Regions from separate parts of the Mus musculus genome. Here regions 2, 3, 4, 5, 6 and 7 are each linked to region 1. A link is a contact called in public Hi-C and HiChIP or PLAC-seq data. All regions are on one chromosome and are shown on one strand. Each heading gives the region's core, a stretch centred on a gene start, on an enhancer-like site or on the middle of the called end of the contact. The rest is flanking DNA. Distances are from core to core; before and after follow the strand shown. Region 1 holds the start of Vcan (versican). Region 2 has its middle 75 kb from the start of Gm41013. Region 3 has its middle 40 kb from the start of Gm41013. Region 4 has its middle 7.6 kb from the start of Gm41013. Region 5 has its middle 11 kb from the start of Gm41013. Region 6 overlaps Xrcc4 (X-ray repair complementing defective repair in Chinese hamster cells 4). Region 7 overlaps Xrcc4 (X-ray repair complementing defective repair in Chinese hamster cells 4).

Evidence for each region. HiChIP or PLAC-seq counts read pairs in DNA pulled down with a chosen protein or histone mark. A called contact is a pair of places that touch in the nucleus more often than the background predicts.
Region 2: a contact with region 1 is called in an H3K4me3 HiChIP or PLAC-seq map of the 230-238 cell line, with 7 times the contacts expected there. The contact joins the enhancer-like site here to the promoter of Vcan in region 1. A contact is called at or near these places in 10 of 39 promoter capture datasets (the 3T3-L1 cell line, the C10 cell line, HPC-7-derived erythroid cells and 5 more), 1 of 15 datasets of contacts at CTCF or cohesin (pro-B cells), 9 of 484 Hi-C or Micro-C datasets (the 3T3-L1 cell line, 3T3-L1-derived adipocytes, Th1 cells and 6 more), 13 of 115 datasets of contacts at active chromatin or transcription factors (the 230-238 cell line, astrocytes, bone marrow-derived macrophages and 8 more) and 1 of 9 other capture datasets (adipose tissue).
Region 3: an H3K27ac HiChIP or PLAC-seq map of embryonic stem cells shows a contact between it and region 1, with 3 times the contacts expected there. The contact joins the enhancer-like site here to the promoter of Vcan in region 1. A contact is called at or near these places in 5 of 39 promoter capture datasets (the 3T3-L1 cell line, the C10 cell line, cranial neural crest and 2 more), 1 of 15 datasets of contacts at CTCF or cohesin (pro-B cells), 1 of 484 Hi-C or Micro-C datasets (uterus) and 11 of 115 datasets of contacts at active chromatin or transcription factors (the 230-238 cell line, the NIH/3T3 cell line, embryonic basal ganglia and 6 more).
Region 4: a Hi-C map of nephron progenitors shows a contact between it and region 1, with 5 times the contacts expected there. The contact joins the enhancer-like site here to the promoter of Vcan in region 1. A contact is called at or near these places in 9 of 39 promoter capture datasets (HPC-7-derived erythroid cells, cranial neural crest, embryonic stem cells and 6 more), 3 of 484 Hi-C or Micro-C datasets (bone marrow-derived macrophages and nephron progenitors), 9 of 115 datasets of contacts at active chromatin or transcription factors (the 230-238 cell line, bone marrow-derived macrophages, embryonic basal ganglia and 4 more) and 4 of 9 other capture datasets (adipose tissue, embryonic stem cells, liver and 1 more).
Region 5: an H3K4me3 HiChIP or PLAC-seq map of craniofacial prominence shows a contact between it and region 1, with 4 times the contacts expected there. The contact joins the enhancer-like site here to the promoter of Vcan in region 1. A contact is called at or near these places in 12 of 39 promoter capture datasets (the 3T3-L1 cell line, the C10 cell line, HPC-7-derived erythroid cells and 8 more), 2 of 15 datasets of contacts at CTCF or cohesin (the NIH/3T3 cell line and large pre-B cells), 4 of 484 Hi-C or Micro-C datasets (bone marrow-derived macrophages, cortical neurons, embryonic stem cells and 1 more), 19 of 115 datasets of contacts at active chromatin or transcription factors (the NIH/3T3 cell line, acute myeloid leukemia, astrocytes and 14 more) and 3 of 9 other capture datasets (adipose tissue, liver and macrophages).
Region 6: a RAD21 HiChIP or PLAC-seq map of pro-B cells shows a contact between it and region 1, with 2.8 times the contacts expected there. The contact joins the enhancer-like site here to the promoter of Vcan in region 1. A contact is called at or near these places in 5 of 39 promoter capture datasets (the C10 cell line, HPC-7-derived erythroid cells, cranial neural crest and 2 more), 4 of 15 datasets of contacts at CTCF or cohesin (the NIH/3T3 cell line, large pre-B cells, pro-B cells and 1 more), 10 of 484 Hi-C or Micro-C datasets (the BV-2 cell line, the C10 cell line, the N1E-115 cell line and 7 more), 23 of 115 datasets of contacts at active chromatin or transcription factors (the 230-238 cell line, the NIH/3T3 cell line, acute myeloid leukemia and 14 more) and 4 of 9 other capture datasets (adipose tissue, embryonic stem cells, liver and 1 more).
Region 7: a contact with region 1 is called in an H3K27ac HiChIP or PLAC-seq map of neural progenitor cells, with 5 times the contacts expected there. The contact joins the enhancer-like site here to the promoter of Vcan in region 1. A contact is called at or near these places in 9 of 39 promoter capture datasets (the C10 cell line, cranial neural crest, hematopoietic stem and progenitor cells and 5 more), 1 of 15 datasets of contacts at CTCF or cohesin (pro-B cells), 3 of 484 Hi-C or Micro-C datasets (the C2C12 cell line, bone marrow-derived macrophages and granulosa cells), 11 of 115 datasets of contacts at active chromatin or transcription factors (acute myeloid leukemia, bone marrow-derived macrophages, cardiomyocytes and 6 more) and 3 of 9 other capture datasets (adipose tissue, liver and pancreatic islet).

The regions. Positions count from the first base shown.
Region 1 is chr13:89,740,867-89,744,694 of GRCm38.p6, forward strand. It overlaps Vcan (versican), which reads right to left and starts at 1,646. Exons shown (of 15, transcript NM_001081249.1): 1 at 1,207-1,646. The region is part of intron 1 of Gm4117 (a long non-coding RNA gene); the gene reads left to right.
Region 2 is chr13:90,236,518-90,240,345 of GRCm38.p6, forward strand. No RefSeq gene overlaps it. Among named protein-coding and RNA genes, the nearest start is that of Gm41013, 75 kb to the left of the region's middle. Within about 2 kb of position 2,019, at least 7 of the 459 cell types and tissues checked have an H3K27ac peak or open chromatin away from gene starts, as enhancers often do.
Region 3 is chr13:90,201,353-90,205,180 of GRCm38.p6, forward strand. No RefSeq gene overlaps it. Among named protein-coding and RNA genes, the nearest start is that of Gm41013, 40 kb to the left of the region's middle. Within about 2 kb of position 1,924, at least 5 of the 459 cell types and tissues checked have an H3K27ac peak or open chromatin away from gene starts, as enhancers often do. A contact at or near this core is called in embryonic stem cells, where this site is marked.
Region 4 is chr13:90,168,670-90,172,497 of GRCm38.p6, forward strand. No RefSeq gene overlaps it. Among named protein-coding and RNA genes, the nearest start is that of Gm41013, 7.6 kb to the left of the region's middle. Within about 2 kb of position 1,937, at least 15 of the 459 cell types and tissues checked have an H3K27ac peak or open chromatin away from gene starts, as enhancers often do. A contact at or near this core is called in bone marrow-derived macrophages and nephron progenitors, where this site is marked.
Region 5 is chr13:90,150,546-90,154,373 of GRCm38.p6, forward strand. No RefSeq gene overlaps it. Among named protein-coding and RNA genes, the nearest start is that of Gm41013, 11 kb to the right of the region's middle. Within about 2 kb of position 1,811, at least 45 of the 459 cell types and tissues checked have an H3K27ac peak or open chromatin away from gene starts, as enhancers often do. A contact at or near this core is called in the NIH/3T3 cell line, cortical neurons, craniofacial prominence and 5 more, where this site is marked.
Region 6 is chr13:90,056,134-90,059,961 of GRCm38.p6, forward strand. All of the region lies in intron 3 of Xrcc4 (X-ray repair complementing defective repair in Chinese hamster cells 4), which reads right to left. Among named protein-coding and RNA genes, the nearest start is that of Xrcc4, 32 kb to the right of the region's middle. Within about 2 kb of position 1,743, at least 9 of the 459 cell types and tissues checked have an H3K27ac peak or open chromatin away from gene starts, as enhancers often do. A contact at or near this core is called in pro-B cells, where this site is marked.
Region 7 is chr13:90,030,832-90,034,659 of GRCm38.p6, forward strand. All of the region lies in intron 3 of Xrcc4 (X-ray repair complementing defective repair in Chinese hamster cells 4), which reads right to left. Among named protein-coding and RNA genes, the nearest start is that of Xrcc4, 57 kb to the right of the region's middle. Within about 2 kb of position 1,795, at least 6 of the 459 cell types and tissues checked have an H3K27ac peak or open chromatin away from gene starts, as enhancers often do. A contact at or near this core is called in neural progenitor cells, where this site is marked.

The DNA of each region.
Region 1 (3,828 bases), core at 396-2,895:
ACACCGAGAACAAACCGAGACAACCGGGATGTCCCGGGTCTGCAGGCACTAGAGAAGTCTCTGCAATGCCCACGCCTACTCAGGGCAGTAGGACTTTCTCAGCCAGGGCGTCCCCGGGGAAACCCGGCACGCACTCTCCACAACCACTCCACCAGCCCGTAAAGTTGCTCAACTCAAGTGGAGAAATGGGAGCGGATGAAGATACAGAAGGGAACAGAGGACTGCTGTAATCCAGGCGAGAAGACTGCACCAATTGGTCCCCAACTCGAGTCTCCACGCCACCTTTGTCTGGAGAATCTATGGGTCCTGGTTTGCTAGTAAAGATTGGGGGACAAGCCTTCATTTCGTTTTCCAGAGCGAGGGGGGAGATACTGCACACCCCTCCAGTTCAGGGAAAGCTTTCCCGCCCAGGAGCCTCCCAGACCTCTACGGTGTTCCAACAACCCCACCCCCATCCAATGCGCCTTCCCGGCTGGCTCGGGAGCACCACGCGCAGGACAAAAGAACACAGGGGCAACGTGAGAGAGCTTTGACAGCCCTCAAGTCATCAAAGAAAAGCAGCCCCAGGACCCTACCCAACCCCTGCCAGATAGCCTCCCACATTGCCTGAGGGGTTGGGGGAAAGGGTCATGTCCGTGCAGGTCCTGGGCCGCTAAAGTATCCTGCTGCCTTGTCAGGAGCTGCCCAGAGGTGACTTTCCAGGAACCAAAGATACTGACCACACACACGGAGCCAGGAAACCAGGTGGTCTGCCCTAAGGTGGTTTCAGGGGCTTGCATTTGGGCAAGTTTGGGGACTCTCCATTCAAACTTTTGCCTCGACCACTTTAAAGAGAACAAAATCAAGGTGTGAGGAGTCCATTCCATTCCTCCAACTCAAGATAGCAGGACTTTTCTAGGATTTCGCTACAAAATCCCTTCCCCCTATTCGGTTTGTCCTTTTCCTCTACCCCACCCCGGACTTCTTTTGTCTAGCTCTTTTTCAGCACCAAGGTCTATCTGAATTCATCTCTTTAACAAGTTACCTTCATGTTTGAAAGTGCGCACATTTTTCTAACTTCGCCTTACAGCTAGTCCTCTTGGCTTTAATTAAAGCCCTCTTCCAATTACAATGTGAGTCTTTCCCCCTACTAAGCTGGACGGTTTTCTTTTCCCAACAAGTTTTCCCTCTTTCTTTTAAATGGGGGAACAAAAGAAAAGTGATTACCTTGAAAGGCGGCTTACTGCAGTTTTCGGGGTGGAAATTCACTGCTGAGCTGTGAGAAAGGGCTCCGCGTTGCCCCGGAAGATCACATAGGAAGCGCGGTGGCCTGGGGAAGGGTGCAGCGAGTGCGGGACAGAGCTGGAGAGGAGAGAGGATGCGCTGGTAGCGGCAGATCCTTGTCCCAGCGCTTGGCCACAGCACCTAATGCTCACAGCTGCTGCGCCCGCGCTCCTTGAGTTCTTCGCCCAGAAAGGCTCGGGGCAGCTCGCCTGCAAGTTCAAATGCGGGTTGTGACACCCACCGTCATTATATCACTGTACCGTCAGAGCCGAGGAGGAGACTCAGCGAGAAGGAGGAGGGAGAGGAGGAGGAGGGTTCATTCACAGGCTCCTGAAGAGCTCCGTAGCTCAGTCACTCCAAAGAGCCCAAGCTTGGAAACAGGCGGAGGGGCGGAAAGGAGCTCCCTCAGCCTGCGGTAGGGACCGCCTGCCTCCCTGGCCAGGCACTCCCACCTCTCAGCGTTTCTTCCTGATGAGAAGTACCAATCGGCTGGGGGTGGGGGGAATCCGTGCTCCTCATTCAACGACTCGGTACCACCTCGCTGTGCAGTCTCAAACAACTGCCTTCCCACCCATCCCCACCCCACCCCCTCTTCCCCGCCCTGGGCTGCTACTTCTGAATTAGGGGAAAGGAGTCCCCAGGCTCTGCTGCGGCCAGCAAGCACAGAGCAATTAAGTATGGTCAGTCCTTAGGAGCGGACGGGACTCTATAACATCAGCCAAGAACTTGCGTATAATGTGTTTAATGCGACCACGGAGCTTGCTCGTCCCATCAGAAGAGGTGTCAGGCTCAATGCTCCTGCCAACCTGAAAGAGATACTGAGAAAGTGAGATCCCAAGCCCCAGGGAGACGCAAAAGCTTTTCGTGACTGCTCTCCCTAGGGAACTGCCCAATGGGGAGCCCGCGGCATCAGGCCCTACACAAAGACCCTGGCAATAAAGGGTTGGACAGGAAATCCCCCCAAGCAATCCCTTGTCCCATTCAAAGAGAATCCTTTCTCTGACACAAATCCGCGTCTTTCCTTAAATGTATTTCGCTTCCTTCCTTCTTCCATACCTCTGTCTTTCACAGGATATCTTGCAGAATTTTCTGCCTAACTCAGATTTCTTTGACTTACCAGTCTTTCCATGTTGTCTGGAAATGGAATCTTTCACGTTCGCAATTTTTTTTTTCCCCTACTCAGGCTTATCCATCGATGTAAACAACATCAATATAGAGAAGCACACCCTTCACTGAATCACAAAAGACTCCATTAGGACCTTAAAGAGCAAAGGGTCAAACAGTTAATACAAAGGATTTCTGACCCTCACAAAAGGGCGACTTTGAATTTTCCGTTACGTTGAAGTCTAGTATGAGTTTCTAGAGAGAGGACAAAATAAGTTCGCAAGACATGTCGAAGTAACTCTCAGGGTACTGAAACAATTACAAACTTTTCCTCCTACACCAATATGGAAATATCCTTGTAATTATTGACTCTGAATGTTTTGCTTAGAGAATGACATCAAACACAGGGCTTCAGAAACGGTAGTGATTAACGCAGAGAGTTTGTCTTTACCCTGGATTTCTTTAATTAGATTGGCTGCCAACCACAGTTCTAAAGTTGTAACCTAGACCCTTCTGCATGTGGGCTCCTTTTCTAAGGTTTGTAGATTCAATATGATCATAGATCTTAAGTGATAAACATGTGGTAGGATTATCAGTACAATTTCATCCCCCGGTGTGTATTTCATGTGTCCTTTTACTTACACTCACTGTAGTGAGTGACTTAACTGTACTACGGGCCATTTCGAAATCAGTTTGGCTTACAGTGACTTATTTAACCTTTATGCGACGATTGTACTGCCATTACTAAAACTGAAATTTCATCCCATATATTGTGCAGAATGAGAGCCACATCTTGACATCAGACTTCAGTCACTGCATTTAACATGCCAACACAACCAGGTATGGAAAGAGACTCACCCCAAGCTTGCACAGACCAGAGATGCTTATCAGAACACAGCTCTTGAATCAATAGGAATTCATTCAGAAAGAAGAAAAATAAAATATAATGAATTTCCATTATTATTTATATTCCAGGCATTGGGGTAGATAGATTTTTTCTCTGAAACGCTTCAAGTTATTATCATTAATTTATTTCTTAAATTCAAGTGAACCTAGTTTGAGTTTTACAGTTAAGTGGTTTGCCCAAGGCTACTTTGCGACAGATCATTGGCCTAAAAGCTTATCAACTCTCTGTTATCCTATTCTCCCTTCACAATACACTTGAATAAACAAGTCTACAAAGAAGTAGGGCAGAAGCAAACTAGTAATAGATTGCTACATGTTTCCCAGACATGATAATGATCAGTATTTACTGCAAGCATCATGTACACATGATGGGAAATCATAAAAAGTCATTGATTGGATACGTTTTTATTGTGAGATGTTTTACTTTGTCTTGTCAAATGTGTGGGTTTTACCTGGTTTCCTTTTTTTTTTTTTTTTTAACTTTATTTCCTTAGCTGGTAATCATCCATAGTCCCTCCCTCATATCATCTACAAAACACGTGGTATCCAGTGCAA
Region 2 (3,828 bases), core at 769-3,268, 500 kb after region 1:
ATAAAGGGACCCACATCTCCCACATGCAGAGAATAAAAGACTGTGGAATGCTTAATTTTGATTGGATATTCAAATGTCCATTAGAGTATATATATTGTATTGGGATATATATACCCCAGATCAGACATAAAAAAACCTGTCTTTTTTTTCAGACTTTACATTAATTTTACTCTATTTTCTTTTGATGTTTTCTTAGTTTTATCTTTGAGTCTTCTGACTTCCATTAAATTTTTCTATTTTAACTCTTATTTTTTTCATCTCTCAAACATCTGTTGAGGCTGAATTGTTCAGTATTATTGCATTCTATTATAGCATGGAGGCAAGTCCTTCTCACATCATGTCTGTGGTGAAAATTAGAATTTTCACTTAACCACGGAGTAGTTCCAAATCCTTGATTGCTCATGACAATTTCCATGCCCTCAGTTTTCATATGTATAAAATGGAGGTTTCAATAACACATAATTCATAAGATTTGTATGAAACACACACACACACACTGTCCTTGGAACAAGACCTGATACCCAATATATGCCATCAAGGCAATTTCTTATTATTAACTTTTATTCTGTTTTCTGCAACTGGGTTTTTCTGTCTTATTATTTTGGTCTCTTGCTTTTGTGCTTCTGCCTTCCCAATATAGATTTTTGTTGTTGTGGTTCAGATCCAATCATCCTTTAGAATTATAAATAAGGCTCCTTTTTCCTGATGATTTTGAACATCTCCTTTGTTGTTGTTATTTTGTGAATAGATCATTTCTCCAAAAGTCTTATCATGGCTTTGGAATTTCCCCAGCAGCAATTTGGTTTCAGACAAAGGTATTCTGTAACTTGCTTCACCTTAGGGTGAATCAAACAGACAGCAGAAGACAGGCAGTACTTTCCCTAAATAGGAGAACAAAGAAGCTTGAAACTTCTGTATTCCAATAGAATCCCACTGTGGTTCATTCACTTATTCTCAGAGGTTGTTTTGTTTCTAGCTGGTGTAGAGACAAAGGCAATTGGTTAGCTATTTGCTTGAAATCCCTCTTGTTTGCTCCACTTTTCACTTCCACCCAGCACCTTGCTTGCCAGTTTCACTTTTATGTCTGCGGTGGGAAGGCCTTCAATTCCACTGCCCGTTGTAGAATATGATCTTCATTTTGTTAAGCTCGATTTCATAATGCCATCCATAGTCTCAAAACTTTCAATTTCTGTCTCTCAAAATTTTGTTTTAATATCTGTCCTGATAGTAAGCCATCCCCAACCCCAGACATCAGGCCATACTCCTGTCTCTCATTACCTTCTTTGTTAATGCTGTTAATAGTTGCCTTTGGTAAAAATCACTGAATCTTCCATGGCCTATCCAGAGATCAAAGTGAGTTTACTGTTCATTCTGCCTTGATAGTGCAGAAGTACCACCACAAACAACATTGTGGGGATTACTGGAAAGTATCAATTAATAATCCATCCTGTTTTGATTCTAGAACAATTAACAGCAAAGATAACAGACTACCAGATCCAAAAAAATGTTATCGCATAAAAACAGTGGTGACTGATCACATTCCTGAGGAGTTAAAGAAAGAAAGAAAAAGAACTAAGAAGTCCCACTATATCTAATTGCTGCAATTAATTAAGTCACTCCTTCCTCCTGGGGGAAGTAGAAGCAAGAAACAAAGAGAATAGCTTCTCTCAGACAGTCACAACACTGAAATCCCTAAGGCAAGAAAGGGAACCAAGGTGGCTCAGAAATCCCAAAAGCTATAATGGAAACAAGATTTTTTTCCTTCTTATGAATATAAAATATTTTATCAGTTTCCAATCTTTCTGATATATATATATATATATATGTATATATATATATATATATATATATGCTTTTTATTTTCTAAGTTTCTCATCTCAGCCGGAATTTCCTAAGAAACAATTCACTCTATCCCTGTAAGTACACAGTAGTAAATCACAAATGTCTGTATTTCTTCTCGCCAGAAAAAGCACAAAGCTGAAAAGACTCCCGCGGGAGATGTCAGTGTTGTGAGTCTTCCTGACCCTGCAGATGGCCAGGATTCTGTGAGAGTGCATTTTATGTGTAGATTGCTCCTGACATATCATCCCTCACTAAATAGCTGCTGATGACATTCAGCCATTTTCATGAAACATCTCAGGTTTTCTTCTCCTCAGTTTGAGATTGGTTCCTGAATTACAATCCCTGGCAGGAACAGGAAGATATTAAGTTGCTGGCACAGAGAAATGCTTTTCCTCACCCTGTGATTCTATTAAAGCATCTCACAAAAGGTTGTTGACTCTTTACTGAAGGGTTTTTGTAACAAGTTTTTCTGTGTTGGTTGAAGAAAATAGAACCACTGGCTGAAATGGTTTCCTACTACTTTGTCCTTCATACATAAAATGATAGAATGAAAGTAAGCATATTACCTATGTCATTCAGCAAAAACAAATGGTGTTTGTGACCCGATGACCTGGATAGTTTAGGGACCCTTTCTTCTATTACGTTAGCGTTTATAGAGGATCTCTGGAGTGTTCTGCAGTGTGTCCAGAATTGGTGAGTACCCTACTGTGAAGAGCTCAGTCCAGTGATTAGTTAGAAGAAATGAACTACTTACCTTATGTATTCCATATGATGATGTGCTTTAAACAAATATGTGAGTAAATATAGCAGATAATAACAGCTCTTCTACTCAGTGTAAAGGTTAGAGGCAGATTTTCCAAATCCAAAGACAGAGTTTTCAGAGAGATAAGAATGGCAACAGGAAACAGAATATAGGTGCCTCTCTTGGTCTGTACACTTGGATTCAAGCAGTGGTTTGAAAATACATTAAAAAGAAAGAAGTTGTACTTAGTACATACAGGTGTTTCCCCATTACTTCCTCAACTGTATGTTGTGATGACTATGTTTTTTTAGTGAATCAAAGAAGGCTCTCTAGAGGTATAGAATTAATAGGATATTAGGGAAGGTATTAGATTAGCATACAGTGATGGAGTTTATTGAATGAAAGGTATTGTGCATGATGGAGAGAGGACCAGAGAATCCACTACCTGTTAATCCCAAGAAGCATGGAGCTTCAGAACAAGAGGGATAAACAATGTAGCCCAAATCTGAGGTTGGAGGCGTTGACGACACCTGGGCAGACACTAGAGGGGGTCCTTGTTGATAGGTTGAAGAGCAGGGGTCTGATGTACACATGTGATGGCAGAAGTAGTAGGTACCCTCGGTTAGAAGGAAAGGAGTGTGCACATACTGCTAAGCTTCCCCTTCCATTTTCATTCGTTGTAGGCTGCTAGCCTATTAGATGGGGCCAGCCATATCCAAGACACATTTTTGATTGCATCTTAAATGTGTTTAGAACTGCCTCACAGATATAATTGGAAGAACACTTTATTCTGCATAGATATCAAGATTAACTATGATAATTATCTGCCATATGTAATTTATAACTAATTTAATGCATATGAGACATGCACAGGCTACATACAAATACTGTGCTAATGGAAATGAGGGACTTGAGCATCTTCAGGCTTGGGAATCTATAAGTGGTCCTTCCTGAACCAACATCCTAGCTTGGATACTGAATAATGACTATATTTAGGAAAAGTGGAATGGAGGAAGAAACCATGCTCAGAACATGGAACCATTTGAGACAGATCATGTTGGTGACAGATTAGCACAATGATCACAGATGAAGTCAGTGAATAGATGGACTGTATAGAATTACAGATAGGATGGTGAGTTTGAACTTCATATTTTAGATACATGGTTCATGATCCATAGATGCTCACTGTGGTTTGATGATTTAACCAAGAGGTGAGCTTGTGTGAACAGCTGCTGTAGAGCTTT
Region 3 (3,828 bases), core at 674-3,173, 460 kb after region 1:
TCTGAAGACAGCTACAGTGTACTTACATATATTAATAAATAAATCTTTTAAAAAAAAAAATCTTAAGCTTGCGATCAAACTGTAAACTGCAGTCAATGGAACACTTGGAATTTTAAACATAATTTTTAAGTTTCTTTTGCAATATTAGAATATATCCATAACTTTTGGAAAGCAAAGCACAATTTTAAACAATTTATTCTCTTTAAAATCAATACCAGAAACATCACTTTCATGTTACGAAGTTTGGCTGCCAATTCGTACATATGAATGCATGACAGTGCAACTTTTAATGCTTCATTAAAGAGACATTGTTTTAAATCTTATCTCTTATAAGTTTAGTTTCTAGGATAAGAATTAAAGAAAATATTATCCCAATTTAGAAGTATCCATAGAGGCCTATTTTCCTGGGCTGGTTCATGCCACATGTTGTTGTTTAAAATGACTCCAACTCTGAATTATCAGTTTAAGCTAACTTTCTTATTACCAATGTTACACCTTTTTAATCATACCCAATAACTTATAAGCCAATACTCTATGAGCAAGACATGCAGAGCACATTTATACCTTTAAGACCAGTCAGAAACCAAATGAAGTGGCTACACAAATCTTATAAATTTAGATCTATCTAAGAATTTTTACTTTTTCTAGCTATAATTTTAGAGGAAAAACACTTTGTCATTTGCTGAACCCAATAATCACAATTGCAGAGAATTTTCTAGGAAAAAAACAACTATCAGCTTATTTGCCTTAGAACTAAGAAGCTGCAGACTCCTTTTATAAACAGATCTTCAGCAGGGGCTCTCCTGCTGTGCTTGACTCCTGGCTAAGGTGCAGGGCAACTTTAATCAGCCTACACTGTGCAAACTGAGACTGAATCAAGAGATGACATCCATCAGATAAAGTTTTAACCATTTTTTTCTTTTCAACATGAAACATAGAACAACAGTCATTCAGATAACAAAACAAAAACAGACATGAATTGACACATGGACAGATTGGTGTACCAAACACAGACAATACAGAAAGGGTAGAGAACTTGATGTAACTAGGACTAAGGGTGTCTCCTGTAGGGGCCAGAGATGTCTCCCGATTTCCTTCTGTCCTGGGGAGAGCTCCAAAATCCATTTTTCTTCTCTCTTGATCTCTATCTCTCTCATGTCATTTGTATATCTATCATCTCCTTTATTTCATTTCATTTTATTTTATTCTTTTTCTTTCCTTTTCTTTCCTTTTCTTTTCTTTCCTTCTCTTCTCTTCTCTTCTCTTCTCTTCTCTTCTCTTCTCTTCTCTTCTCTTCTCTTCTCTTCTTTTCTTATTATTTTAAGCCCTACTCCGCTTGCCTGATGTAGTTCTTGGCTGTGGACAAATGCCTGTTTAGAGTTTTCCAATCCCATTTCCCATTGTCAACCCCTAGCTGATATTAGTGCTGGGCCAATGCTGACTCAGTCTAGCCTGTATCGTTTTTGCACCCTTGTAATCAACAGCCTTCAAAAGGTGAAATTTTTAGCTCTAACATTAATGCTGTATATTGCTTACTGTGCAGGATACATCTTCTTCTGTTTTCTATGGAGCCCCACCAAGACAGTGTAACCCCAGTCCTTCTTTCTGCTTTCAGGCCATTTGTGGGGCGGCACCTGTAGCGGCCTGTGGATACAGGTTACTGGGTTCCTGAAAGTAAATCGGGTTTTGAATGGGAAAGGCTGCGAGAGAAATAACGAGCCAAGACAAAGTTTTCTGATCAAGGCCAATGTTTACTTATGAGTCTGAGCTTATAAAGCAAGGGGGCAGCGGAGGATCCCATCCCTACCATGCCAGGATCTTGTTGCTTTGTCAGGATCCTTGCTTTGTCTGGATAGTGTCAGCAAAACAGGTTCAGCCTCTTAGCAGGTCATGGCATCTTGGAGGAAAGCTGCAGATGTGGCAGAACAATAGACTTTACCTAGATCAGAAGCCTCTACTTTGGGTGGGGTAGCTGGCTGTGGCAAGTGAGGTCTGAGTCAGCCTGCTCAAGGCTGGGGGAAGGTCACAGTGTTCAAGTCTCTTTCCACTTTTTCTTCTATTAGATTCAGCATATCTGGTTTTATGTGAAAGTCCATGATCCATTTGGACTTGACCTTTGTGTAGGTGTCAAACATGGATCTATTTTCACTTTTCTACACACAGACTGCCAGTTAGACAAGCACCATTTATTGAACATGCTTTCTTTTTTTTTTTCATTGTATATTTTGGCCTCTTTGCCTAAGATCAAGTGACCATAAGTATGTGGGTTTATTTCTGGTTGTTTAATTCTATTCCGTTGATCTACCTTTCTGTCTCTGTACCAAATACCATACAGTTTTTATCACTTTTGCTCTGTAGTATAGCTTGAGGTCAGGGATCATGATTCCAGAAGTTCTTTTATTATTGAGAACTGTTTTCATTACCCTGGGATTTTGTTCTCCCCTATGAAGTTGAAAATTGCTCTTTTTATCTCTGTGAAGAATTAAGTTGAATTTTTGATGGGGGACTACATTGAATCTGTAAATTGCATTTGGTAAGATGGCCAGTTTTACTGTGTTAATCTTGATGATACATGCGCATGGAAGATCTTTCCATTTTCTGAGATCTTCTTCAATTTCTTTCTTCAGAGACTTGAAGTTCTTGTCATACAGATCTTTCACTTCCTTGGTTAGAGTCACACCAAGGTATTTTATATTATTTGTGACTATTGTGAAGGGTGTTGTTTCCCTAATTTCTTTCTCAGCCCGTTTATCCTTTGTGTACAGGAAGGCTTCTGATTAGTTTGAGTTAATTTTATATCCAGCCACTTTGTTGAAGTTATCCACTGGAGAAGTGCTCTGGTAGAATTTTTGGGGTCTTTTATGTATACTATCATCTCATCCCCAAATAGTGATATTTTATCTTCTTCCTTTACAATTTGTATCCTTTTGATCTCCTTTTGTTGTCAAATTGCTCTAGCTAGAACTTCAATTATTGTATTGAATAACTAGGGAGAGAGTGGGCAGCCTTTTCTTGTCCCTGATGTTAGTGGGATTGTGTCAAGTTTCTCTCCATTTAATTTGATGTTGGCTATTGGTTTTCTGTATATTGCTTTTATTGTGTTTACATAAGTGCATTGAATTCCTTATTTTTCCAAAACTTTTAACATGAAGGGGTGTTGTATTTTGTTAAAGGCTTTCCCAGCATCTAATGTAATGATCATGTGTTTTTTTTTCCTTTGAGTTTGTTTATATAGTGGATTATGTGGATGAATTTCTGCATATTGAATCATCCCTACATCCCTGGGATGAAGTCTACTTGATCATGGTGAATTCACTTTGGTTTGTTCTTGAATTCTGTTTATGATAATTATATTGAATATTTTTTGCATTGATATTTATAAGGAAAATTGTTATGTTTACTTTCTTTGTTGGAACTTTGTATGGTTTAGATATCAGCGAAACTGTAGCTTCATAGAACAAACTGGGTAGTATTCCTTCTGTTTCTCTTTTTTGGAATAGTTTGAGAAGTATTTTTTTTAGGTCTTCTTTGAAGGTCTGATAAAATTCTGCACAAAAACCATCTGGTCCTGGGCTTGTTTTGGTTGGGAGACTTTTAATGACTGCTTCTATTTCCTTAGGGGTTATGGGACTGTTAAGATGGTTTATCTGATCCTGACTTAACTTGGTAACTGGAATCTGTCTAGAAAATCATCCATTTTATCTAGACTTTGCAGTTCTGTTCAGTATAGGCTTTTGTAGCAGGATCTGATGATTCTTTGAATTTCCTCATTTTCTGTTGTTATGTTTCCCTTTTCATTTCTGATTTTGTTAATATGGGTATTGTTTT
Region 4 (3,828 bases), core at 687-3,186, 430 kb after region 1:
TGAGTACTTATATATATGTATCAAGATTATATACATATAATATAGATACATTCATATATGTATATATATGTTTATATATGTATATATGTGTGTGTATAATATAGATACATTCATATATGTATTTGCAAGTCCATCTATTCCTAAAATCCTAACCCATTAACTCACTACCCCAAAGTTGCCATTACATTTAAATTTCATGTGAATGTGCATGACTAAAGATATTTCAACATAGTTATTAGGTAGCATGCCTTTAACTTGTTTAAAAACTCCAATATTTAATTACCCATACATGTTTCTTAGAAGTGTAGATTGGAAGAAGCAGGGCATTTGTGTCAAGCTGACCAGTGCTATAGCCCTGGTGTGGCGTGTAAATGAACCACTCTGATTTCGAAATCTTTATTTTAAAGAGGTACTGTAAAAATTAAAGATCATACAGAGAAAGTGTCTAGCTATAGGTTCTGGCACTTTAGTATATACAATTATTTTTATTTTTATTTATTTGATGATGTATGAACATGCATGGGTGTGTGCATGCATGGGTGTGTGCATGCATGGGTAGGTGCATGTATAAGATAGGTGTGTGCATGAGTATGTATGCCTCCTCACCTGTGTGTGTATTTTCATGTGTTGTTGGGGTGTGTGCATATGCAAATGAATAAATCTATGTTTGTAGACCTCAGGTCAATCTTGGCTTAAGCCAGTGAACCCAGGAGAGGGGCCCTTCCAGCTTCCCTAGTAGTAGGATTACAAACACATGCTGCCATGCTACATTTTTCAACATGGATGAGAGCTTGAGTTCACTGACTGAAGGATCTTTACAACCTCTAAATAGAATTGTTTTTATAAGTTCAAAATTGCATTTCCCATTAGCTCCATGTCAGAGGAAAGATACAGAGAGCTCACTGTATAGAGTTCTACTCTAGTTCCTCAGCCTGCACGTATATCTTCAGCTGTTCCACTCACAGTGACCCTGCAAATCTTAGAATTCCCTTCTTTAAAAAGGTCTCAAACTGAGTGAAAAAGAGAGATGATTTTTCAATATGGGTACTTTATCCCTAGCAGACTAGAAAAGATACAGTGTCAACATTTGCTAACATTGCCAATATTTTGGAAAAAACATGCTAAGTGTTAATTATGAACAGTTAGAGTACATCTTGATGTACATGTTATAAATTCAGAGAGGGACAAAGTGCACAGGAGAAAGAAAACCGTATGTTGGCAAACTCGGAAACATGGAAACGTTACTCTTTCATGGTTTTCCATGCATTTGAATCTTTGGACAGTTACTCAATTACAGCTTGTTAACTGTAAGCTTCAAAGCAACTCTGCAGCTCAGGTCACCTTAGTCAGGCAATCAGCCAGTCAATGATGTATGAATTCCCAAGAAAGGAAAGGCTCTGAGCTAGAGGCCCATTTTTATTTTCCTCAGTAAGATGCTTGATGCTGAGAGCCTGTCATTCCATCAGGAGGCCCTGCTAATGGCCTTTCCTTTTGAATCCTCTGTTGCTAGAGCTCTGAAGAGGCTTGAGTTGAGTCCCTCCCGTCTGCCAACCAACATCACAGCTCTTCCTGCCTGCACCAGATGAAACCCTTTTAGTCCGGAAGCTTTCCCAGATTAATACCAGACCTTAATCTCATACCACTCCTGGCCCACTGCTTCTCAACTTTATTTTATAAATATGTGTATTGTTTGGGCTGAACTGAACCAAATTGTATTCTCCCCAAATTTGAGGATAGCACTCAATTATAAGATCATAGGGTATTCAAGATCAAAGGGTTTTTTTGAGGTTTAGCTAAATCACCTCATTTTTCAGATTAAGATAAATCAAAACACAAACTCTGTAAAGGAAAAATATCCTCATAGTGTAGATGGCAGTAGAATCTGAGACAGGAAAGAAAACCCGGGGCTAGCATCTGGTTCTGCAAACAGCTAGCTGTGTGGACTCCAGCTGCTCACTTGCCCTCTCTGTGTCTTGGTTTAAATTAGTCTGCAAATTGCAACATTGCAGGCATTCCGCAGAATGAATATAAAAGGCTTGGTAAATTTAAATAAATGCTGCCTGCTATAAAGTCACACCTGACAAAATGCAGACCAGAACCAGAACTCCAAATGCTTGAAGTCAGTGTCTCTTCTTTCACCGCGGATGATTGGGAAGTTACTTAAACTTCTGCATATCTTTAGCATATCCCCAAGTGTGCCAACCCTCTGAGAACAGCCTAAGCATCCTTCAGGGGTGGCTGCCTCCCAGACAGATTAGAATTCTTTTGAGACAGGTATGTAAGAGGGATTTTGTTATTGTTTCATGCCTCAGGAAAAGATTCCATCACTAAAGCTGCAATAAAAATGTTACTTCTATTAAGGGGAAATGATTAACACTCCTTAAGTTAGGCAATAGTTTCCCACCCATTTCTAAATCTGGCCTCACAGGAACTAAGCCACACAGATGGGAAACCAGAAACCAAAATGGGGAAAAAAAAAGAAAAAAAAAAAAAAAAAAAGAAAAGAAAAGAAAAGAAAAGAAAAGAAAAGAAAAAAGAAAAAAAGAAAAAAGAGAAGCAAGAAAAAAGGAAAAAGGAAAGAAATAGAAATAATTGGACATGGTGAATATATGTGGTTGAAATTCTTCATCTGGTTTGTCTCAGCTGGTTGTGGAAGTTATGCAGATTTGAATACAGTTGAAAATCCAAGCAAAATATTATGAATCTGAAGCCAGCAGTATCAAGCTTGAGGAAAACTGAACCAAGGCAAACTCAAGTGTCAGGTATTACATGTCTTTTCTGAGAGTGAAATTCTAGCAGGAAGGTGCATTCAACTTGCAAGAAAGGACTATGCCCTTCTAACTAATTATCACCTTTGTGTTTACATTTCATGAGTCAGTGAGCTGGAATGATTAAAGCACATGTTTAGAGACTCAGACAGGAAGGAGTGAGCCAATGCTGCCAGAGGATGCTAAATGTGCCCATCCTGGCTGCCCCTGTGGAATCCAGTCTTCTCCTGGATTCAAGGTTTTGCTTACACAGCCTGCCAATGGGCCCACCACAGATGTGTGGTGGTTACTTGAAGAGAGTGGTTCCACATGGAAAGTAAATCAGCATATATGAATGACTCACAACATCATTCTCAGCACAGAATCTTTGCCATGCAGGTCAAGGTATCCATGGTGTCTTGTTTGAGACCATAGTAAAAAGACAATTCTCATCAGAACAATATATGAGATAGGACACATGATTTATCTTGCCTGAGTAATGAATAAAAGGAAATGATAGTGGGTGAGATTGAGCAGAATAAAGAAGAATTTTCTATAAGCTTAGGATGAAAAATGAAAACATGCTTGTGTTATGAAGCCTAACCCTACGGAATCTCAGAGGCTGAATCAACAAACAAGTACTTTTAATTTGAATTTTAATAAAGAAGTGATTAACTTGTTAATAATCCACTAGCAAGGGTAGAACATGATGGGATATGACCATAATCTCAGCAGTGCAGAGGGCTGGGAGTTCAAATCCAGCCTCAGTGACCTATTAAGTTCAAGGCCAGCCTGGGCATCATGTAGACCAGGTCTCAAGCAACCAAACATAACCCACACAAATAACTTACAGTCCCATTGCAACTATACTGTCACAGACTATATTTTGAAATCATCTACATGGTGGAGGCTGAGGAGGTGACTTGGCAGTTAAGAACATTGCTAGCTGAGTTTAGTTTTCAGTATCTACATGGTAGCTCACAACTACCCATAACTCCAGTTCCAAGGGTTCTGATGTTCTCTTCTGTACTCTACATGCACTGTACATAAGCACAAGCAGACAATAATCCCCACAGACAAA
Region 5 (3,828 bases), core at 561-3,060, 410 kb after region 1:
AAAATCTATTTTACCAATTTCAGGGCTTCTATGACCTTTTACATTCTGCCAGGATCTTTCAGAACTATAATCTAAAAATCCACCTTTTCTGCCTTGAGTTGTTTCTTCTCAGATACTTGGCCAAACTAATATGCACATGATGATGATAATGATGAGGGTACACCATAGAATTCTAGGAACTCATATGAGATAAATCAAATCCAATCACCCAATTCTGGAAAGGTTCAACGCATAAAGAAGTGATAAAACTGGGGCTTATGCGTAATGAGGGTATAAGAATATAGCATAGGGATAAAAACTGTCTCAGTAAAAGACTAGAAAAGACAAGATAACACGGAGAGAACGAACATCCAATCTGGTTTACATTATTTTAGTTTTACTCATGGAAGGCTGAGGAGGGAGTAGAGGATTGAAAAGAAACAAGAGTCTTCAAAGCAAAATCAGATGCACATTGTCAGCGAGCACCACAGATTCCTCATCTACTTGGGAGCTTCTTTATGGTCAGGAATGAATTTCCTTTTGAAATCTAGAGAATTTTATAACTGACCCATCTCACACTGCTGATCCTATAAGTTCAAGCTCAAGTTCTCATATGAATTCCAACTATTCAAAAATGTAATGTACACTTAATAGATGTTAGGGCTCAACCATAGTTAAAAGCTTGTGTTTTAATAAGACTTGTCCTTAGTTAGAAATGGAATCACTGAATACACTTCTAGAATTTCATGTCTGATTATGAATGTTTGAGCTTTTTACCAAGTTTTGCACAGTTCATTTCCAAGGATCCTATAGAGGAGATAGGCACCATCCAGAAACAGTTTAAGTAAAATGAGAAAACATGAATTCTCTGGGACAGAGAAGCATGTCCCAGCCCTTCATAGCTTAGGATGGAAAGCATATGAAGACTGGGACAGCCTCACCTGGGAGCTTGGCCCTCACTGCCTTCCAGCTCTCCTCCCTCAGAAGGTTTGTTATCCTTGATACTGAGTTTATTGTAGGGTGTCCCACCTGCCTATACACAAATAAGGAGCTTGAAGAAATAGGTGGGCCAAAGCTGTTGACCAATCCTTGCTTCCCCCAAAATTTACAGCAGATGCAATCCCTTACATTTCTATGTATGTAAGGAAAAGGAGAACTTGAGTTTCTAGGCCTTACAATATTGAATTTTTCCAGGTAGCATCAAATTCTGGCCATAAAATAATAAAACAAATAAGCCAAAAGAATAAAATGTATTATGAAAACAATTTCTGTTTTTTGCAGATTATCATGTCTGCTACCTGGTAAAGCTTTTACTACAGTCTATTATTCTGAGTGTTTTTTAGCTAGTTTAAAAAAAAAAGTGACTATGTGTGTACTTCTACTATACTGATTAAATACCTTAAAAAACTAACATGTCTTCCACTGAGATTTTTCTCTTTTTTTCACAAGAAAAGATACAAACTATGTGGAAAAGGGCAATACTAACAGGTTCCCTCTGAGGTGGAGAATTAGTGCAATGTTGTGATTCATGGTTTAGCAGCATCAGCTGGAATGTCATCTGCAACATGATTCAGTGTGTATTCATCACATGAACTTAAAACATGTCTGAATTCCATGTCTTTTATAGTTCTACAAAAACTTTCTTAAGACTGAAAATGGTGGTGATTTTTTAAAGCACCCCCTTTAACAGGAAAGCAAAATGTACAAATGAGAGGAATGTTGTTTGTTATAAAATAAATTTGAAAATTGAGCAACCAAATGAATTTACTGTTAAAAGTCTGAATTTCATACTGAATGCCTGCATCCGCTTTCTTACTCATTTTCACAGCCCAGTACAAAGGAATACAATAACTCCACTCCACCCCCTGCACCAAGCTATGCTAATTGTAGAAACTGAAGACATTTTATCTCCATAAGGAAAGAGAAAAATATTCCATATATATTTTCAAAATCTAAGATGTGAGTCTCAGAAAATTAGAGAACAAAATTTTAGATCTCTTTCCCAAATGGTTTGCTTTGTTTAAACCATTTGGTTAAAGATGAAAATGAAATTTTAAAAAAGGAAAAAAAGCGGGGAGGGGAGAGAAAGGCCACCTTTCAAAGAAAGGTGAAGTCATCGATTTTTCTTGAAGTGTTCCACAAGAAAGAAGCAAGATCTGGTGCTATGTGCACCCCAGGGCTAGCAGCTGGAGGGCAAAAACCACCTTTTATCCATGACTGACAAATAATACATAATGAGGAGGGAGAAGCAATTCAGGGTTTCAACATTTCTCTCTCTCTCTCTCTCTCTCTCTCTCTCTCTCTCTCTCTCTCTCTCTCTCTCTCTCTGTCCTCTTTCAGGGCAGAGCATGGTGCTGCTGTTCCCACTTGTCAACCTTTGAGGTGCTGCCAGGAAAAGGGACTAGGGTGACAATTGTTCTCTCCTCCTGCAGTCCCCCCAAGCTCTAGTAAATATATGCGGCTTTTTTTTTTTCCAAATAGCATCCAGCTGCAAGCAATCCACCACTTCTCCTTGGAATGACATGCTGGGGGTGGGGCTCTGGAAATGTACTGCACAGTTATAATAAGCCCCGTAGAGTAAAGCTGAGATCTAAGATCCGGAGAGTGGCGTATGCAACTGGAGAATTGCATCAGTTGGTGGCTGATACACAGTCAGTTGGGAAAAGAGAGTTAAAAGGAGTCATAGAAAGAGATGAAATCCGAGCTCTGTTCACAAGTGAATTTTCAAAAATTGTGCCATACTGTGTATATTAAAAATAATTTTTACATTCCATGAAAGTGAGATGTTTAATGTAAGTAATTTATAGTACAAGTGAGACAAGAAAAATGAACAACCAGAAAAATCTAGAGGTAGGTCTTGTTAACATCTTTAGGTCTTTTTATTGTTGTGGCTGCTGTTGTTTTTTTGTTTATCATAGCCCAAAAGTATTGAACCTCTCAGAGACTATTTCTACATATACATATAGTTCACATCGTTGTGCCCTGTGTGTTGTTCATCAGACTAAGTGGTGCTAAGTGGTGCTATAATTGGAGATGAAGGAATTGTAGCAGGTGATAGTGCAGATTGTTTTTAAATTATTGCACACAACATATGTGCTCAATTCCTAACCCTATATTTCGCTGGATTTTTTTTTTTTTTTAGTTAGACAAGTCACTCTTTAAAAATCTTAATTCCTTCCCTAATTTCTTTCTCAGCCTGCCATTCTTATCTCCTTCTACTAAGGTCAAGTCTAAGTGGATCAAGGAATTCCACATAAAACCAGAGACACTGAAACTTATAGATGAGAAAGTGGGGAAAAGCCTCGAAGATATGGGCACAGGGGAAAAATTCCTGACTAGAACAGCAATGGCTGTAAGATTGAGAATCAACAAATGGGACCTCATAAAATTGCAAAGCTTCTGTAAGGCAAAAGACACTGTCAATAAGACAAAAAGGCCTCCAACAGATTGGGAAAGGATCTTTACCAATCCTAAACTGATAGGGGACTAATATCTAATATATATAAAGAACTCAAGAAGGTGGACTCCAGAAAATCAAATAACCCCATTAAAAAATGGGGTTCAGAGCTAAAAAAAGAATTCTCCCCTAAGGAATACTGAATGGCTGGGAAGCACCTGAAAAAATGTTCAACATCCTTGATCATCAGGGAAGTGCAAATCAAAACAACCCTGAGATTCCACCTCACACCAGTCACAATGGCTAAGATCAAAAATTCAGGTGACAGCAGACGCTGGCAAGGATGTGGAGAAAGAGGAAAACTCCTCCATTGTTGGTGGGATTGCAAGCTTGTACAACCACTCTGGAAATCAGTATGGTGGTTCCTCAGAAAATTGGACATAGTATTACGG
Region 6 (3,828 bases), core at 493-2,992, 320 kb after region 1:
CTACATTTTGTCCTGTAAGCATGATGTGCTGGGGCAATGGTGGTGCAGAACTTGTATGAGTGGCCAACCAATAATCACCAAGGAACCAGAGACTGGATAGCCCAGAGACCTAAAATAGAACCGAATACAACTGGGAAAAAAGTCAATAAGATGATTCTTAATGGTATTCTGCTACACTCATAGATCAGTGCATAGCCCATTTGTCATCTAACAGATTCATCCAGCAACTGATGAAAGCAGATGAAGAAACTAATAGCCAAACATTAGGAAGAGCTTGGGCAACCCTACAAACAAGGAGGAGGAAGGACTGTAGGAGCCAAGAGGAGTCTAGGGCAGCAGGAGAATGTGGCCCACAGAATCAACTAAACAGGGCTCATAGGGGCTTACAGAGACTGAAGCAGCAATCTTGGAGTCTGCATAGATCTATGCTAGGTTGTCTGCCTACATATTATTACTGTGTAGCTTGGTGTTCTTGTGGGCATGGGAGGTAGCTGATGCTTTTGCCTACTGTGGGGACCCTTGTCTCCCTCCTGGGTCGCCTTGTCCAGTGTTGACATGAGGGTTTATAGCTAGTCTTATTGTAACTTGTTAGGCCATATAAAGTTTATATCCCTGAGAAGAGTGTTCTTTTCTGAAAGGAAACAGGGAAGTAGTAGATATGGGTGAGAAAGGAGGTGGGGGAAGGAGGCTGGGAGGAATGGAGGGAAAGGAAACTGCAGTCATCTGTATAAAAGAAGAATAAAATAAACATTTAGCTATAACTTACTACCAAACTAAATCTAGCTAAAGCAAAATAAGAAGAGAATTATATTATGAAGCTACAGTGTCAAGAGACCAAGTGTCTACCTCAAAATCAAGTTGACTTATGAAAAGTTGAGAAAATAATCAGGCAGAGACAGGTTTTGTAAAGGTACATGCATGAACAACTCCCAGTGGTCACACTACAGTGCACACCAGCTTATATCACTAACAGACTTCTTAGTAGTGAGCATCACAGAGGTTCACACTATACAGAAATAATATAAATATATTAATTTACAAATAATCATATAATATTAATTGTAGTGGGTATTAAGATTAAAAGAAAATAACTCCTTTTCCTAAAAAAGAAAATCTAATCAGAACATACACTTTAAAGGGTTTAGTTATGAATTCAGAGCTAATCTCGTAAAAACTGTGAACCCATTCTTCCTGAAACCTGAACATCAACAAACAAGGTTATGTATCTCTTTACACTGGAAACTGAAATTTCTAATACTCAGTAAAAATATGAATTATTTTTTCTTAAAATGGATCTCTAAAAATAAAAAAATGATAATAGTATTTTCCTTTCTTAAAGGGGAAAGCAAAACTGTAAATTTCACACAATCCTTACATGACTTGTATATTCCAAATGTTCAAGATGTGCAGTGATCCTGAATACATGACTTGGCACATGAAAGATTTGAAGATGGCAAGAAATGGCTAAAACTGTGCCTGCCAGAGGGCCAGACAAGAATGATCTGGAGTAGGGATTCACAGAGGTCTCTTTGCTATGGGAACACTATTATGTGGAAACACAACAAAATTTACTATATCGTTCTGAGTTGAATCTGTACATTCTTTCTCATCCTTCTGAGTTTCAGTGGTCATTTTTGACAAATTTCACAGTTATCTGTGTCATTAAGGAAAGCATTACAAACTCCTTCATAATGTCAGGGTCATCCAAGTGCAATGAACCTTACAGCATTTTGCCATGTGTGCAACTGTCAGCACATTTTTGCCAGCAGAACAACTTAGGAGATAGTATCATTCTGAATCAGTTTGCAGAACACATGGCATTGTAGAAGACTCCTAAGGAAGTCTGACTGAATAAGCTTGCCAATGTTTTAGCCGCATCTAGAAAGCTGAGCTTAGCACAGAAAGTTTTAACTCAATTAAATATTTAAAATTCTCTCTCAAACAATCCAGGCACAAACAAACTTATCAACAACAAACAGTGTGCAACAGTAAACATGGTAGCAGCCATCTAAACTTCACTGTGATGGTTAAAGGCAAATTGTCTAGGGACTCAGCACGCTGCTGCATTCCTGAGTGTGCTTGTATTGTTTTATCACTAGTAAGAATCAGTAAAAAACAGTATTCAAGGCCCTGGTTTTGATAAAGAGTGATTAATTTAAGGATAGAAAGCAAAGAAATTTCCAGGATTACTGCCAGTCTATAATTTATTTATAGCAAGACAACTGTAAATGACATAATTCATGAGGAATTAAAGATTTTTACTCACAGAATCAGGAAAGCAGGATGCACAAGCAAGCAGCCGGGGCAAGCCCTCCAGCACTGCACCTGCCAAGCCCCAGCCTTTCACATCCCAGGTACCAAAAGCTTCTCAGTGACTTGACATATGTTACCACAAAATGACACAAACTACTGAAAAAAAATGTCTGCTGAATAGGAAATAGCATTGCTCTTAATTTGACCTGTTCCATTTTGCAATATGAGAAGAAACAGGCAGTACTTGTAAGGGCATTTAACATCATCTGATTGAGCTTGGACGACAGAAAAGAACACAATTGATACTAAACTGAATGTGGTAGTTAAAATCTTCACCTATTTTAAATTATTATGTGACTAAGCTCAACATGATAAAAAAAACAAGCATTGACAGTGAATATAAATATAGAACTTATAAATGAAATTACAAGGGACAGCTGTTCTACATTATTCCCCACAATAACATATATTTGAAAATAATAATTTTATTTATTTCTTCAAATACTTCTCAGATTGGTAAATCTCCTTTACTATTATGAGTTTAAAAGATTGCTTCAAAAGCATTTAAAAATTAGATTTAACTAAAAACAAAATAAGCAAACAAAACAAACAGAAAAACAAGAACCAATTTCTTAGTTATTATCAATGAACCTGATAAAATTCTCTTTCTTAAGCTGTAAATCTCAGATAATTGATAAACCAAAGGCAAAAGCAAATTTGATGTCTATTTAATTTAGGTAGGCTATAAAATGAATAAACACAAACTTTTAAAGTAGCTACCTCCTTAGTCCAAATTGGTGCAGAAATTAAGCCAAGTAGCAGATTGCTTGGCTAGAAAGCATGCAATCTTTAAAAAGCTTAGACACAAAGTTATTTCTACTTTATTTTCTTAAAGTATGACAATATAAATAATGTTTCCTTCATTATTAATGATGATATATACTACTATATTTAACTATGTTGTTTTCAAATTTTAAATATAAAAAGATAAGAGGGATGACTTAAAGGCTAAAAGTATCCAGGTTCAGTTACCAGTACCCAAATGGCAGGCAGCTCACAACTGTCTGTAATTCTAGTTCCAGGGTATTTGAAACCCTCACAAAGACACATATGTAAGCAAAGCACTGACACAAATTAAAAAATTAAAATTTACTAAACTAATAATAAGATAAAATTTCAAATATACCCAAAGAAAGAAAATAAATCAATTATTAATTAGGCAAAGATAAATTTAATGTTTTCTTTCTAAAATTCTGTGTCTTAGTCAGGGTTTCTATTCCTGCACAAACATCATGACCAAGAAACAAGTTGGGGAAAAAAGGGTTTATTCGGCTTACACTTCCATACTGCTGTTCATCACCAAGGAAGCCAGGACTGGAACTCAAGCAGGTCAGGAAGCAGGAGCTGATGCACAGGCCATGGAGGGATGTTCTTTACTGGCTTGCTTCACCTGGCTTGCTCAGCCTGCTCTCTTATAGAACCCAAGACTACCAGCCCAGAGATGGTCCCACCCACAAGGGGCCTTTCCCCCTTGATCACTAATTGAGAAAATGCCTTACAGTTGTATCTCATGGA
Region 7 (3,828 bases), core at 545-3,044, 290 kb after region 1:
GCAGTGCTCTGTCAGGAGGATTAAAAGTATAAAAAGATAGCTAAACATAATAGCTGTGAATGAGGAAAGTTTATATAGATATACAAGACATTCCTAAACAAGAGTAGCAGGCTTGGTACGTATAAGACTCTCTTGTTCGGATATATTTTGGACTTGTCTACAGATTATTAAATGGCTAAGAAACCCTAGCTGCCTTAAAATAAGGAAAGGAGGACTGACACCAGCCCCAGGAGGCTCCAAACAGCAGCAGGAACTATTCCAAACAGACACAGATGTCCACCACATGAGAGCCAGCACGGGACCACAGGGACATGATGAAAGTCCTCTGTCCCCTGGTATTCCTACTGAGGTGTGAACAGCCATCTGTTCTTTATTTATGTTCCCAGAAACAAAATAACTTTCAAAATGTATAGAGAAAAGGTATGTTAAACACAATGGAAAAGGTGATGAACAGACTCCATCCTATAACATGTTTTAGTAGATACACAAGAAGCATTAATCAAATGCCTCCTAAATACATTTATCTCTTCAACAATAAACAAAATAGTCAGGAAAATAGTCAGGAGGTAACTGACATTGGTCAGTTTTATAGGTTATTATTATATTTTGACAATTATTAAAACAAGAAATCAAACAATTAAGAAACAAAATACAATTTCTTTAACTTTATTCTCACCCCCATGACTGACTAGTGAATATCTCAGTGGCATTTACAAAAATCATAGTGGTTTAGTAAAAAGACAACAAAAGATAGTTGGGCACTTCAGCCAAACTGCAAATGTGTTAAAAAAAATAATTGAACTTCTATATGAGTACTTGCATTCAATAACTACATGAAAAGACTATTTTAAAGATAAATGTCAAACCACAATTTATGATAATAATGCTTTCAAATTGCTGCAGTCAGCAAAATGGAAGTTTGCTGTGCCAAACATGGGCAGATTTAAAGACAAAGTATGAAATATGCTTTATTTATTGAAGTTAGTTGGACTTCCAATAAACAAGACATATATAAAAACTGAAGGAATGAGTGACATTTCATGAGGACCTCTGCAGCAACCAAGCCATGTAGCAATCAGGTAGCTATGTCTGTGTCAATTATCACTAAAGACATCTAGACTTTATCTTTTTGGAATGATCTTATATTCTTATCTATTTCAATATAATATTTGCAATCACAAAGGTGTCACTCTAAAGTAAAAGCAAATATAGATATCAACATATCTGAAGTAATAAAGTGAAGCTAATAATCCAGTGGCCACTGACTGGCTCTGTAGTTTCTTCTCCATTTATCCCGTGTCTATAATGTGTGAGTGGTAAGAGGATCTACTTCATATGATTGATACACTCACTAAAGAAGCTTCTATTGCAAAGCATTTAGAACAGGCTTATTTAAGTGCCATTTTAAGTGCCTGAAAATAACAGATTTATAGTATCACAATAAATTTAAAACATAATGATTTCCAAGTAACTGAAATTTTTAGTCGCTTTCCTTTTTTCTTTTTATTTACTCTTCTCTCATACAACCCAAACATCTCTCACTTCTTCCCTCCCAGAGTCTTCCCTATATATATACACACACACAGACACACACACACATACAGACACACACACACACAGACACACACACACACTCACACACACACACACACACCCCTTTTCTCTCTTCCCCAAATCCAGTGCTGCTCCATTTCCTTTCAGAAAAGAGCAAGCTTCACAGTGATACAAACTGAACACAGCTTAAGATGGAAGAATAAGCACAAAGCCTCCAATCAAGCTGGATGACTCAAAGCATGGTGAGAAAGGCTCCAAGCAACATGCAAAAGAATCAGGCACAATGTGCTTCCATTGCTGTAAGTACTACAGGGACAAAAAAAGCTAAACAACCAAAACACTTTGCCAAGGCCCTAGCTTGCGGCTTCTGAGCCCTGCTTTATCTTTCTTGAGAGAAGCAAGTAGGAACCACTGAAGAATCACACCCCCTACAAACACACACATTCCTGATCCCCGAAAAAGCAACACATTCTCTCTCTCTCTCTCTCTCTCTCTCTCCCTCTCTCTCTCTCTCTCTCTCCCCTAATCCTGCAGGATCACCCCCCTGAGATCACCAGGAAAGCAAAAGCTTAAGCATGAGAAAGTATCTAGAAGAAGCTCGGGAAATTTATTCAAAACAATTAGAACTCATTTCTTTATGAATTTGCCACTTGGTAAGAGCTCTGCACAACTTGGTGAGGAAAGAATAAAGAATTTCACATTATAACATAAACAGTTGATCATGGCACTTTATATAAAAGCAACACTGGGATATGGCATACAGAAAATGTCATTTGCACTACACATACTTACAGACTTAATTGTATTTTATTACGGATGCATAAACTATTGCCCAATATGATCACTGTGTGATTGTGAATCTGACAGCTAATTATTTAGAGTCATGCAGACGTCTCAAGATTTTTTTTCTATTTTTGTGCACTTATGTAATTTGATTTGGCAAAATTGAATGTTATACTCCATCACTATGTTATCAATACGTAAGCATTTCCAAAGAGCAACTTAGTTTTTAAGAATAGCTTTAAATAGCAAAAGAAAACCCAGGGCATATCCATAGTTTTTACATTTTTAGCACATGACATATTTTAAAATGAAGAAATATTAAAATAGGACATTTACTAATTGTGTTTAATAAACTATTATAATATAAAATTCTATGTATTTCAAACTTATAAAATATTATGGGTATATATTAATAGTAAAATTATAGAAGATCTAAAAATATTAGGAGGTTATGTAGGAGATATAATCTAGTCAATAGAATAAAGCTTTGTACATAGTAAGAAGAAAATGAATCCTCTCTGCCTGCCAGAAGTCCTCTTTGGACTATAAACAAGAGATCAATTGACAGTGTCTTAGACTTTTCTCAAATGGGAATTCTGCTACCATGACAGCTCCAATGCAATGACCCACAAGATTGTGGGTTATCATCATGTATTTTAGTCATATGTTTCTATTTGAACATATAACCTCCTCCATGCTAGGCAAGTTCTTTACCTCTAAACTATACAGCAGCTTTCTTTTTACTTTGTATTTTGAGACAGAGCCTCACAAAGTTGCGCACAGACTGCTTTAATTGAACTCTAGTCCACTTGGTCCTTAACCTTGCAATCCTCTTCCCTCAGCCTCCTGAGGACATGGGATCACAACCCTGTGGCAGCAGGCTCATCTATCAATCTTAATGAGTTCCTACTCTACACAAATCATACCCTGCTCCCTGTATTCATGACTAAAAATGACATCCTTATTTTCCTTGGAGGAACACATTAGTACATAAAAGAAAGTAGTCAACCTATGCAAGTAAGACTACTTCATTCACCATTAGCACAGAAGGTCTACATTTATGGCATCTTGGCAATAGATAACTATACCATTATTATTTCACCAAATGTCCAAATCTTTGTCTTTATTTTCATTACGTACAATGCTTCACTGAAGACACTGTGACTAAACATTCAATGATCTCTAAGTTCTTTGCAAGAATTGTGTCAATCATCTCCACTACCCTCAAAGTTCATGATCCCCATCAAACTGCACATGGGCAGTGCTGTTACAATCAACTATTAAAGAAAGGAAATGATCTGTATTACAAATAGGTTTAAAAATAAAATGAAACTAAAATAACAGCAATTTATATTTTAAATTAGGAAATTATGGAAAAGTTTTATATTTATTTTTATAACTCTATTTTTATTTATCACTTTTATATTTTCCTAGACATGTTCTGTTCACTAATCTCCAAACTCTACAGGTAATATTGGAGGACGGAGAGGG